Regions from separate parts of the Rattus norvegicus genome. Here region 2 is linked to region 1. A link is a contact called in public Hi-C data. All regions are on one chromosome and are shown on one strand. The core of a region is the stretch at or near the end of the contact, and the rest is flanking DNA. Distances in the headings are between cores, read along the strand shown.

The links. A called contact is a pair of places that touch in the nucleus more often than the background predicts.
Region 2: a contact with region 1 is called in a Hi-C map of frontal cortex, with 1.8 times the contacts expected there. The contact joins two enhancer-like sites. A contact is called at or near these places in 3 of 12 Hi-C or Micro-C datasets (the Rat2 cell line, frontal cortex and hepatocytes).

The regions. Positions count from the first base shown.
Region 1 is chr12:15,971,525-15,976,439 of GRCr8, forward strand. It overlaps Cyth3 (cytohesin 3), which reads right to left. Exons shown (of 13, transcript NM_053912.2): 5 at 489-607. Among named protein-coding and RNA genes, the nearest start is that of Usp42, 38 kb to the left of the region's middle. Within about 2 kb of position 2,932, at least 14 of the 93 cell types and tissues checked have an H3K27ac peak or open chromatin away from gene starts, as enhancers often do.
Region 2 is chr12:16,024,281-16,029,142 of GRCr8, forward strand. The region is part of intron 1 of Cyth3 (cytohesin 3); the gene reads right to left. Among named protein-coding and RNA genes, the nearest start is that of Cyth3, 21 kb to the right of the region's middle. Within about 2 kb of position 2,696, at least 16 of the 93 cell types and tissues checked have an H3K27ac peak or open chromatin away from gene starts, as enhancers often do.

The DNA of each region.
Region 1 (4,915 bases), core at 1,682-4,181:
GATGGATGTGAGGCCAGCCTAGGCTACACACACAGCAAGACCTGATCTCAGAACTCAACAAAGACAAGCAGACTAAACCATCAGCAGACGATCTTTAGCTGAGCTGAGAATGTCACCTCTGGTGACAGGAGACAGACCCTTGAGAAGACTGGGATATTTGTGGGAAAGCCTGCAGAAAGTGAACATGCTTTCACAGGCCAGGAGGGGATGACACTGGTGACACAGACCCACCTGACCCTCAGTCACTCATTCTTTCTTCTACTGTGTGTGCTTCTGCTGAGTATCTAAGAAGCCCTGTGAGGTTCAGGTCATCATCAAGTTCACCCCACACTTCCTAAGTAGGTTTTTGGTCCACTTTAACATTTGGTGCCTTAAGATCCCAAATGCCAGGTGTCCCAGTCGCTGTCCTCACTTGGCCCCGAGCAACCTGGGGTCAGCACCTCTGTCCTACAGCCTGCAGCCTAGGGCTTGAGAGCTTCCTCACTTACCTCTCACCCAGGTAGTCTCCGATGACGGTCTTGTTCAGGCCCTCTCCTTTGTACAGAAACTGGGCGACATCCTCTGGGGAGCTCTGCAGCAGGTCGTTCTCAATCAGGAACTGAATGCCCTGAGGAACAATGAGGAGTGGAACATGCAGGTCAGCAGGGCGCTCACGATCCATTTCAAAGTTAGAGACACGCTTTATGCAGTAACCTGACAGAGGCAGACACAGTGAAAGTGCCAGAGACTGGTGAAGCCCACATGGTCTGGCTTCCAAGACACCATAGTTTGTTCATCCATTCAAGGAAGAGTCACTGTGCTTGTCAGGCATTATAGAAGCAGTTAAAAAGTAACGTCAGGTTTGTAAAGCTCAGGGAAAAAATCCTGTTCCTGCTGTACAGAACCGCACTGTGCTGAGAGTTGCTGACAGTTGTGTAACCCAATTCCCGCCCCTAGCCACCGATCTCTTGAAAACCTTGTTTTTCTATTTTATGTATTCGACTGCTTGGCCTGCATGCATGCCTGTGTACTGCGTGCAAGCCTAGCACCTGTAGACGCCAGCAGGTGGAGTCCCGGAAGGTTTAAGCTGCCATGTGAGTGCTGGGAATCAGCCTTGGTCCTCGGGAAGAGCAGCTGAGTCATCTCTCCAGCAGCCCTTCCCCGCCTTTTAACAAGAATTTGGAACTTACTAAAATTTAACTTCTATTTACTTATGTGTGTGAGCCCATGCACTGGCCATAATCTGAGGACAACTTGCCACGGACTGGATCCTCCTACAATGGTGTCCTGGGGATGGACCTCAGGTGGAGGTCAAAGGACAGCCCTCAGTCTCTCTTCCCCCCTGGACCCTGGGGGTGGATCTCAGGTCTTCAGGCTTGTGGGGCTGTGCTGTTTTCTGATCTTCCCACTCTGCCCCAATGCCCCAACTCAACCCTTCTACTCTGCTATCTTACCCGAAAGACCTGCTTTACAGCACGGCACTGCGGTACAAATGAGCTCATGACACCGACCTGGGCAAGCTGACATGAATGGAAGCAAGTAGGGATGCCTTCTACGCCTTCCTCTTTCTTTCTACTTTGAAGTCCATGCGGTGACCAGTACCACAGCATCCCTCATATGAGGGAAAGACTGAGATAAGCATCTTGCTCCTGTCACTCGGAAGACACTTATTGCCATAGCAACTATATGAGAAAATAAACTCCATTGTGTATCCAATTTGGGGGGTGGGGGGTTCTGTTACCTGAAGCCAAAAACATGTTAACTGGCAACACTACCCCAATCTTACACCAGCCAAACACATGCCCGCTTGAAGAACTCGTAAAACGCAGCTGGCAGGTTTGAGAATGGGTCAGCGGCACGACACCATCTCACAAGACTTCCAGGACCCACCACGATAGCAAAGCTTCACCTCTCGCACAACTTGAGAGCTGGCTTATACGAAGCTACCTCATACCAGGGCTGGGGAGAGCACACGGAATTCTGCTATCCATGTGCCAAGAGGCGTTTCTACAAATTCAGAGAGGCTTTTCCAGCTGAGACTCCCAGGCCTCAGCCTGCTATGGCTTCCTCACACACCCACAGTCCATCTGGCAGCCGTATTTAGCATTTCCAAAGACTTCAGACAGCAACAGACAACCAGTAAGGGGAAGGATAAAGATACAAGATGGAAGCTGCAACTAGGTGGAAAGAAGACACTGAGGAGAGCCTCACAGACCTGGGACCCAGCAAAAGACAGCACACGAAAGAGCACACGAGTGAACACATGCGATCGTTGTGTGCACGGTGCAGACGCGGATGCACGCGTTTCGTGCTCGTGCACAAAGGTCCCCACACTGCTGCCATGCCTTCCCTGACTCTTCTCCATCTTTAATTGATTGAGGCAGGACTCCCACTGAGCTTAGAGCTACCAAGTCCAGTCCGTCTATTTAGCTACTGACTCAAGGCTCCCCTGTCTCTGCCTCTCAAGTGTGGGGCCACTACGCCCACTCCGGTTTTATGTGGGTTTGGACGATCAGCCTCTGGTCCCCAAGCTTGCACAGCAAGCTCCATATCCAGTGAAGCCATCTCTCCATCCCTAGGCAGGGATATTTTCATTCTGCTTACGCAAAGTTTAAAAAGAGAAAACCTAATTTTGGTGACAGTATGGGATACCCGGGGGAATGGATTTGAGAAAGAGTGGCCCCAGAAAGGTGGCCTACAATGTTCTGCAAGTACAGTTTGTTCTGGGTTGAGGGTTTTGTTTCTTAATTTGTCAGGAGGCTTCAAGACTTACATTTAAAATTTGTGGGCCATTTAAATCTGACAGTCCTACGTTAACTCTTGTGTGTTTCTGGTAAGAATGTGAAAGAGCATGTCACCTGGGTGCTCCTGTAAAGTCACACACACTCTGCACACTCCGCTGTGGCCATGGGAGCACACCTGTGCTGGAGTACGGGCTAAAACCCACCCCCACTGCTGCTGTGTGACGCGTTCTCCAGCCATCCAGGTGAGGAGAATTAGGAGTGCTTAGAGATGGTAAGCCAGCGGCCAGCAAGACACAGGGCAGGGATACCCTTGGAGCTGGCAAGAGAGGGGCAATAACACAGGACGTTAAGACAGGAGTTGACTGTCTAACACCTCAGCATCAAAGGTCAACACTCCAGCATTATAGAGCCCTTGCTAAGAATACTAGGATTCATGAGACCAACTGTAAATATAAACTGGTAAGTCTTGCTACTTGAAATCTGCCAAGGGCAGGGAGAAAGGCATCTGAAAGCACTTGGGATTTTGGAACAAAAGGCTCATGGAAGTAGAGTCTAAAGTGGGTCTGATCCGGGCCTGGTTTCTGGAAACTGCTTTCACTCACACTATGATAGCAGAGGTTGAGCTCAGACCGCTCGATGACCCCTAGGCAGACACAGATAGTCCCAGGACCCTTACGAGGTTCTTCTATCTTTGCCCTCTGGCTTTTTCTCCCCTCCTACCTGCCCTGGGCTTCCAGGGTCTGTAGTCTCAAGGCTGAGTGCCAGACCCTGGAACCCCTGGTCTCTGCCCCGAGCCTCCATCCTCCCAAAGAACTAGGTCACTGTAACAGCTGACCTTGACTGTCAACCGGCCAGCACTTAGAAATTACTTAGGAGAAAAGCTTGTCTATGCGGGAGTGTCAGAGACTTTAAACTGAGACGGGAAGGCCCCCCTCCCCCTTGAATGTGGAGCACCCCTTCCATAGGCTGGCTGCCTCGGTTGAATAAAAAGGAGAAGGCTAGCTGAGTGCCAGCATTCGTGTCTCATGACTGTGGATGCCGTGCGAGCTTTGGCCACCATGCCTTCCCATGATGGACCTGTGAGCCCACGTGACCCTTCCTTCCTGAGATCTATTCTGTCAGGCACTTTGTCAGAGCAGCAAGAAAAGGAATCAATACAACTGTTTGGGGAGACGTAAGGAAGTCAGAACAAGATCGTTTCTGGCTTACGTCACAGAAGAGACAAAAGGAGGACAAAGGGTTCCCTCTGCAAGAGACACAAACCCTAATCATGGGAAACGGAGCTGCAGGGGAGTTCAGGGCAGAGGCCTACGATGGTTAATCTTGTCAGTGTGACTGGACTGAGACACTTCTAGGATATGGTGAGACACACTGAAGGATATGGGTGCCTGTGTGTTTCCAGACATCATTAGACTAGACTAGTTGTTTGAGGGTTCTGACCTCATTAATGTTAAGATTCTTCAAGGTGGACAGGGTGAGGGTAGCAGAGCTGTGGAAGACAGACTGGTTAGAGGAAGTGCGCTGATGGAGGCGTGCCTTTGAAGAGTCTATCTGGCCCCTTCCTGCTGCTTTTCTCTGCTTCCTATCTCCATGAGAAAAGGGCCTCTGCCACACCTCCTACCACATAATGTTCTGCCTTCTCTCAGGCCCAAAGTATCCAGATGACTGTGGCTGAAACTCTAAAACCAGGGGCCTAATATAATCTTTTTCCTTTAGATTCTGCTCCATGGTGAAATGTCTGATGCAGACAAAACACATGTGGAGTCAAAAGCCAGAGACCAAGCAAGTAGGTGTAAGAAAGGCTCCACCAGGAAGAGACACAGGAAGGAAGCAGAGGACACCAGAGCAGGCCTGCTTTGAGCTCATGATGAATGTTTTTAAAAGGGCATTTAAGCCAGGTGTGCTGGCACAGACCTGCAATCCTGGCACTTCAGAGGCTAAGTTAGGACGATCCCGAGTTCTAGGCCAGCCTGGACTACACAGTGAGAGGGAAGATGCACAGAGGCTGAAGGCTATGTTCACAGCTAAGGAGCACCCGCTGTCAATCACCTGCAGGTAGGAGAGAGGCCTGGACAGACTCTCCGTCCAAGTTTGAAAGGCATTCTGCTTGGACCTTCAGCTTGGACTCCGTGTCCCGCATGAGGATATATTTCTGTTTTAAGTCATCTAGTTTGTGGTCATTTGTTACAGAA
Region 2 (4,862 bases), core at 1,446-3,945, 53 kb after region 1:
CACTGGGAAAACATCTGCTGACACAGACAACCCAAGTTCAGCTCTCCAGACCAAGTAGCACCATCTGCATTACCCCAGTAGAGTGGGGGGGGGGGGGGTAGAAACAGGAACATTCCAGTATTAGCTAGCCAATCAACCCAGCCAATGAGCCCCAGGCTGAGCAGCAGAGGAAGGCACCTGAAGCTGGCCGCTGGTCTTCACAAGTAAAGACACGACTTCATGACACATACGTGAGCACACAAAATCTCTAAACGACACAGCAAGAGTGTTTAGTTACACTCTGAACAAATAGAGGGGAGACAGACCACAGCATGTCTGACTGGAGGGCCCAACCTCATAATCTGTTTCACTTCATCTTCTTCCTCTGATGTGAGATGCCTTTGTCTTAGTTTAAATCTTCTAGTAGGTAGGTTACCTTTAGAGTATCTTTTTAAACCACAGTACTATTAAATTTCTGTAGTTATCAATGTCAAAAGTCTGGGTCCTTACCTTCTCCCAATACTTCCTGAGCGTCCCCACCATCAACTTGCCAGCCTCTCTAATTCCCACACTCACTTTGTTAGGGCTACTGACCCTGTATACTGTAACTGTTTATCTGTTACTGGTTTATCCTCTCTCTGGATTCACTCAAATGGTTACGTTTATAACTAGACACACTTATGGTTAAATTTCAATGACAGTGCTTTGGTTTCAATATCACAACTTCTCATTAGTTATTTCAACCTTTTTGCCATTAACCAGACCGACCCTTACTATGTTGCCAGGCTGACCTTGAATGCTCTCATTTCAGCCTTTCTGGAAGCTGGATCTCAGGCACACCAATTAAGTCTTTTCGTTGGGGGTCTACGATGAAAAACTTGTCTCCTTTTACTGAAAAACTCCCAGATGGCGTCAGGAAGATCCCAGAGAAGACCCCACATCCTTGAAGAGAAAGGACACGCTGGTGCCTAAGACGTTAGTCCAAGGATAGGCGAGCTCTCACTGAAGCCCAATGCTAGCTCTGCCCTTTGCGTGTGCATGTGTGCAGGAGGTCGGAGGTCAATGTAGACCTTTTTACTCTTCTGTCTTACTTCTGAGACAGGTTCTCTCCCAGACTAGACTGGCTAACCAATGACCTCTGGGGGGATCTCTATGCCCCACACCTGACTTCTGCATTAGGGCTGGAGATACAACTCTGCTCCTCTCGTTTACACAGCGAATACCTCAGGGCTGAGCCATCTCACCACACTCCTAGCTCTACCTTCTTTGCAGTTTCAGGGAGTGCCTTCCTGTTGTCTTTACAAATTAACAATTAGGGCGATTGATTCTTAAATACAACCCTTTTCTCTCCTAAAAACTCTCAGCTTACTCTACCCAGCAATATTGTAGGAGTCTGAAAGAATCCTGACGCCCCCTCCCTAAGAAACTTCCACACACAGACATTTGCTTTAGCGGAGCTCTTCTTGGGTCCTTTATCCTGATATGTCTTTCTTTTTGCTAATTTCAACTAACGCAGAATAAGCCCATTGAATATACAAAAGCATCTGGTGTTTTTCTTTCAAGTCAAAGATACTTTTTCCATTGTACCTCCGATTACTGTTTCTGGTTTGTTTTGGTATCTTCTCAGGAACAATACTTATTTAGATCACAGCACTAATTTAACTTCCCACATGGCCAATTTTCTTCCTCATGGATCCTAGTAGAGTTTAAAATTCTGCAAATGGGGGTTAGGGATTTAGCTCAGTGGTAGAGCGCTTGCCTAGAAAGCGCAAGGCCCTGGGTTCGGTCCCCAGCTCCGAAAAAAAGAAAAAAAAATTCTGCAAATGCATTTAGTAATAGTAGTTTCTTTCTCTTGGCTTATTCATTTCACCTCATAATTCTGTCTCTCAATCAACTGGTTTCCAACTTGGCCAATGGCCTTTTCCATCTTAAAAAGATTGTGTGTGTGTGTGTGTGTGTGTGTGTGTGTGTGTGTGTGTGTGTACACACGTGTACACAGGCATGACTGTGTCAAATGTATGCAGTATCTATGGAAGTCAGAAGAGGGCAGTGGATCCCCTGAAGTCACGGGAAGAGGGTGCTAGGAACCTTGCAAGAGCAGCAAGCACTCTCAACTACTGAGCCAAATCCTTATCCCCACCCCTTTAACATTTAATCCATTTATTTCCCTCCTTCTATTTTATTAAAATCAACAAAAAGGACATTTTATCTAAAATTTTCTTCAAGTTTCTATTGGTTTTTTTCCAGAATCACATTTCAGAACCTGTATCCTCCTCCATTTTATTTTGGCAGCGAGCTGTTTCTATTGTTAATAAACAATGGTTTCCAAGCCCAAGCTTCCCTCATCCACCCCAAACAGAGTGGCTGGCCCTGCTTGTAACACTGCCAAGTTTGTCCGGGTTTGTTTTGTTTTACTTTTCTACCTCTTATGTGTGAGCAGGAGGGCTGTATACACCTAAACCACGCGAGCACTCCACAGGTAGTCCAGCTTCATCCCTCAGACATTTTGTCAGTCTCCTTGGAGAAACCCATCCGTCGCTTCTGGATCCTGATGTCTGTACCTAACTGACCTGGTTTCCACTCCAGGTGGCTGGAAGCTGCTCCAGGGAGAAGACTTCGGCACGGAGGCAGCAGCCCTAGTACGTCTGAGCATATGGAGCCCACATGTGTCCAATGGCCTCCCAGGCCAGCGGCTCCTGACACCAATTAGTGCAGGAACAAACCCACCCCTGGCTGTCTGCAGTCACTTGGGATCCATCATCCAGCCCTTCCTACTTCCCAAATTAGCAGGGCCCATATCTCGGTTTACATTGTTTCACGCAGCGCCGAACCCTTAGGAAACAGTAAATGAGTCAGGCCCTGATATTTCTTCACCCGATCCCACCTAGGATGAGTCAGCTTTTCACTCTTCTCCCTCTCAGTCACTTCTATCAGAAGCTGCTGATTCAAGAGGAAGGAAGACTGGAAGTCAGGGAATTCTAGCACCTATTCACTTACCCCACCCCGCCCCCAACAAATTGCGAATGATCATTTTTTAAAGTATTCTTCCATCTTCTCAAGTCTCTTTCTTTTGGAGTCAGCTATACTTTCTAAAAATATTTTGAATTAAATCCCTCTCATGCTGCTGGGTTTTTCCACCCATCTGGATATCCTTGCTGTCTGCACACATTTAAAAGTGAGATAGAGTTAGCTTTGAGGCATCTTTCAGCGTTGTAGGCAAGTGTCTTCCCTCAGTCGATTTCCTCTTAAGGTTTGCATTTTGAGTGAGAACGTGCATTAACTTTGGGGTTCATAAACAAAGCCTAGACACTACCTTCCATCATGGTGAAAGGTCAGATAAAGGCTGACGGGCTCAGAAGCCCTCAGAAGGCAAAAATAAAAATAAGCAACTTTATTTGGGTTCTCAGGATATATCCAGAAGCCCCAATTTCCCTCTAAACAGAGAATTTAATTTTTGTAGAGAAACGTTTGCCTGAGAATAAATATCTATCAACTATGCCCTTACTAAAGAGGAAAGGGAACAAACAGAGGGAAGAGTGTGGGGAACATTCTGGAACAATGGCTTCCAGATGGCCTTTTGAATCCAGTGTGTGTGTGAAACAATTCCCACACTTGCTGCCCTTGCACAAGCATAGCCTTGTAAAGGGGCTGCCAAGAGCCCTTCCTGCTTCTTCTAAATCCCCATTCTCACACCACATCATGGAGCACAGCTTTCCATCCCAACACTCTGGAGGCAGAGGCAGAAGTATCAATTCAAAGCCCATCTTGGCTACAAAAGAACTATCTCAAAAAATAACCCCTATTTTGTTTGATCTGTTGGTAAGTTTCCAATTTCTTGTTCCTTCTAACAGCTTATTTCTCCCCCTCTACAGAAGGGGTCTCCACTTAACATGATGAATCCATCCACCATGTGTATCAGAGGGCCGCAGTGCCACGTACCTTTAATCCCTGGAGGTAGAGGCAGGAGACTCTATGTGAGTCTAGCTAATTTATAAAATGATACCCTGTTTCAAAGAGATGCTTGATATAGATAGATAGATAGATAGATAGATAGATAGATAGATAGATAGATAGATATAGTGAGATGATTACCATTTAAGCCAATTGTCATGGCCAAATCAGTGACCGAACGTGATAAAGGCTAAGACTGGTGAGTTTCAAGTATTCAGTGCAATATTAACCAGTCACCATGTATGCAATGGCTACCAGAAGTTACTTAGAATGCCACCATCTCCCTACTTGCCCCTCCATCACCTTTTCCTAGTCTTTCTTTCTGTGAGCTGTCTGTAACCTTGCTATCTGTCAGGGCTTCAGGGTGAACAGGGGATGAAGGTCTGGCATCCAGTGTCCTCTGCTGTGGGCATGGTGGAGTCCCGCAGAAGTACATCTTCCACAGTTCTGTTAACGATTTATCTCAGGCCCTTGTATCTATGCACTGGCCTTCAGAGTAAACCACCTTCCAGACAGCACGCTTCTGCCTCACGTGCTGCTGCCTGCGGACACTGAAAGCCACTGCTCCACGTGTAGGGATACCTACCTGAAATGCAACTGCATCTCTTCCTGTGTGGGCGGGGCAGGGTGTGTTCCCATGTGCACTGGGCTTCCCTGTCACTCTTCACCCTATTGAGTGTATGGCTGGGGTGGGGAGGGGCACCATGGCCTGTCTGTGGAAGTCAGAAGACAGCTGTCAGGGATTGGCCCTCACCTCCCACTTGCTGCGGCAGGCTCTCCCCCGTTTCTGCAGTCGGCTGGATGGAGAACGTCTGCACAGCTCTCCTGGCTCTGCCTCCCACCTCACAGGGCAGTGCTGGATTAAGGGCGCTTGCTGGCTACCACACCAGCTTTCTTACATGAGCTCCAGAAACTGAACTCAGGTTCTCAGG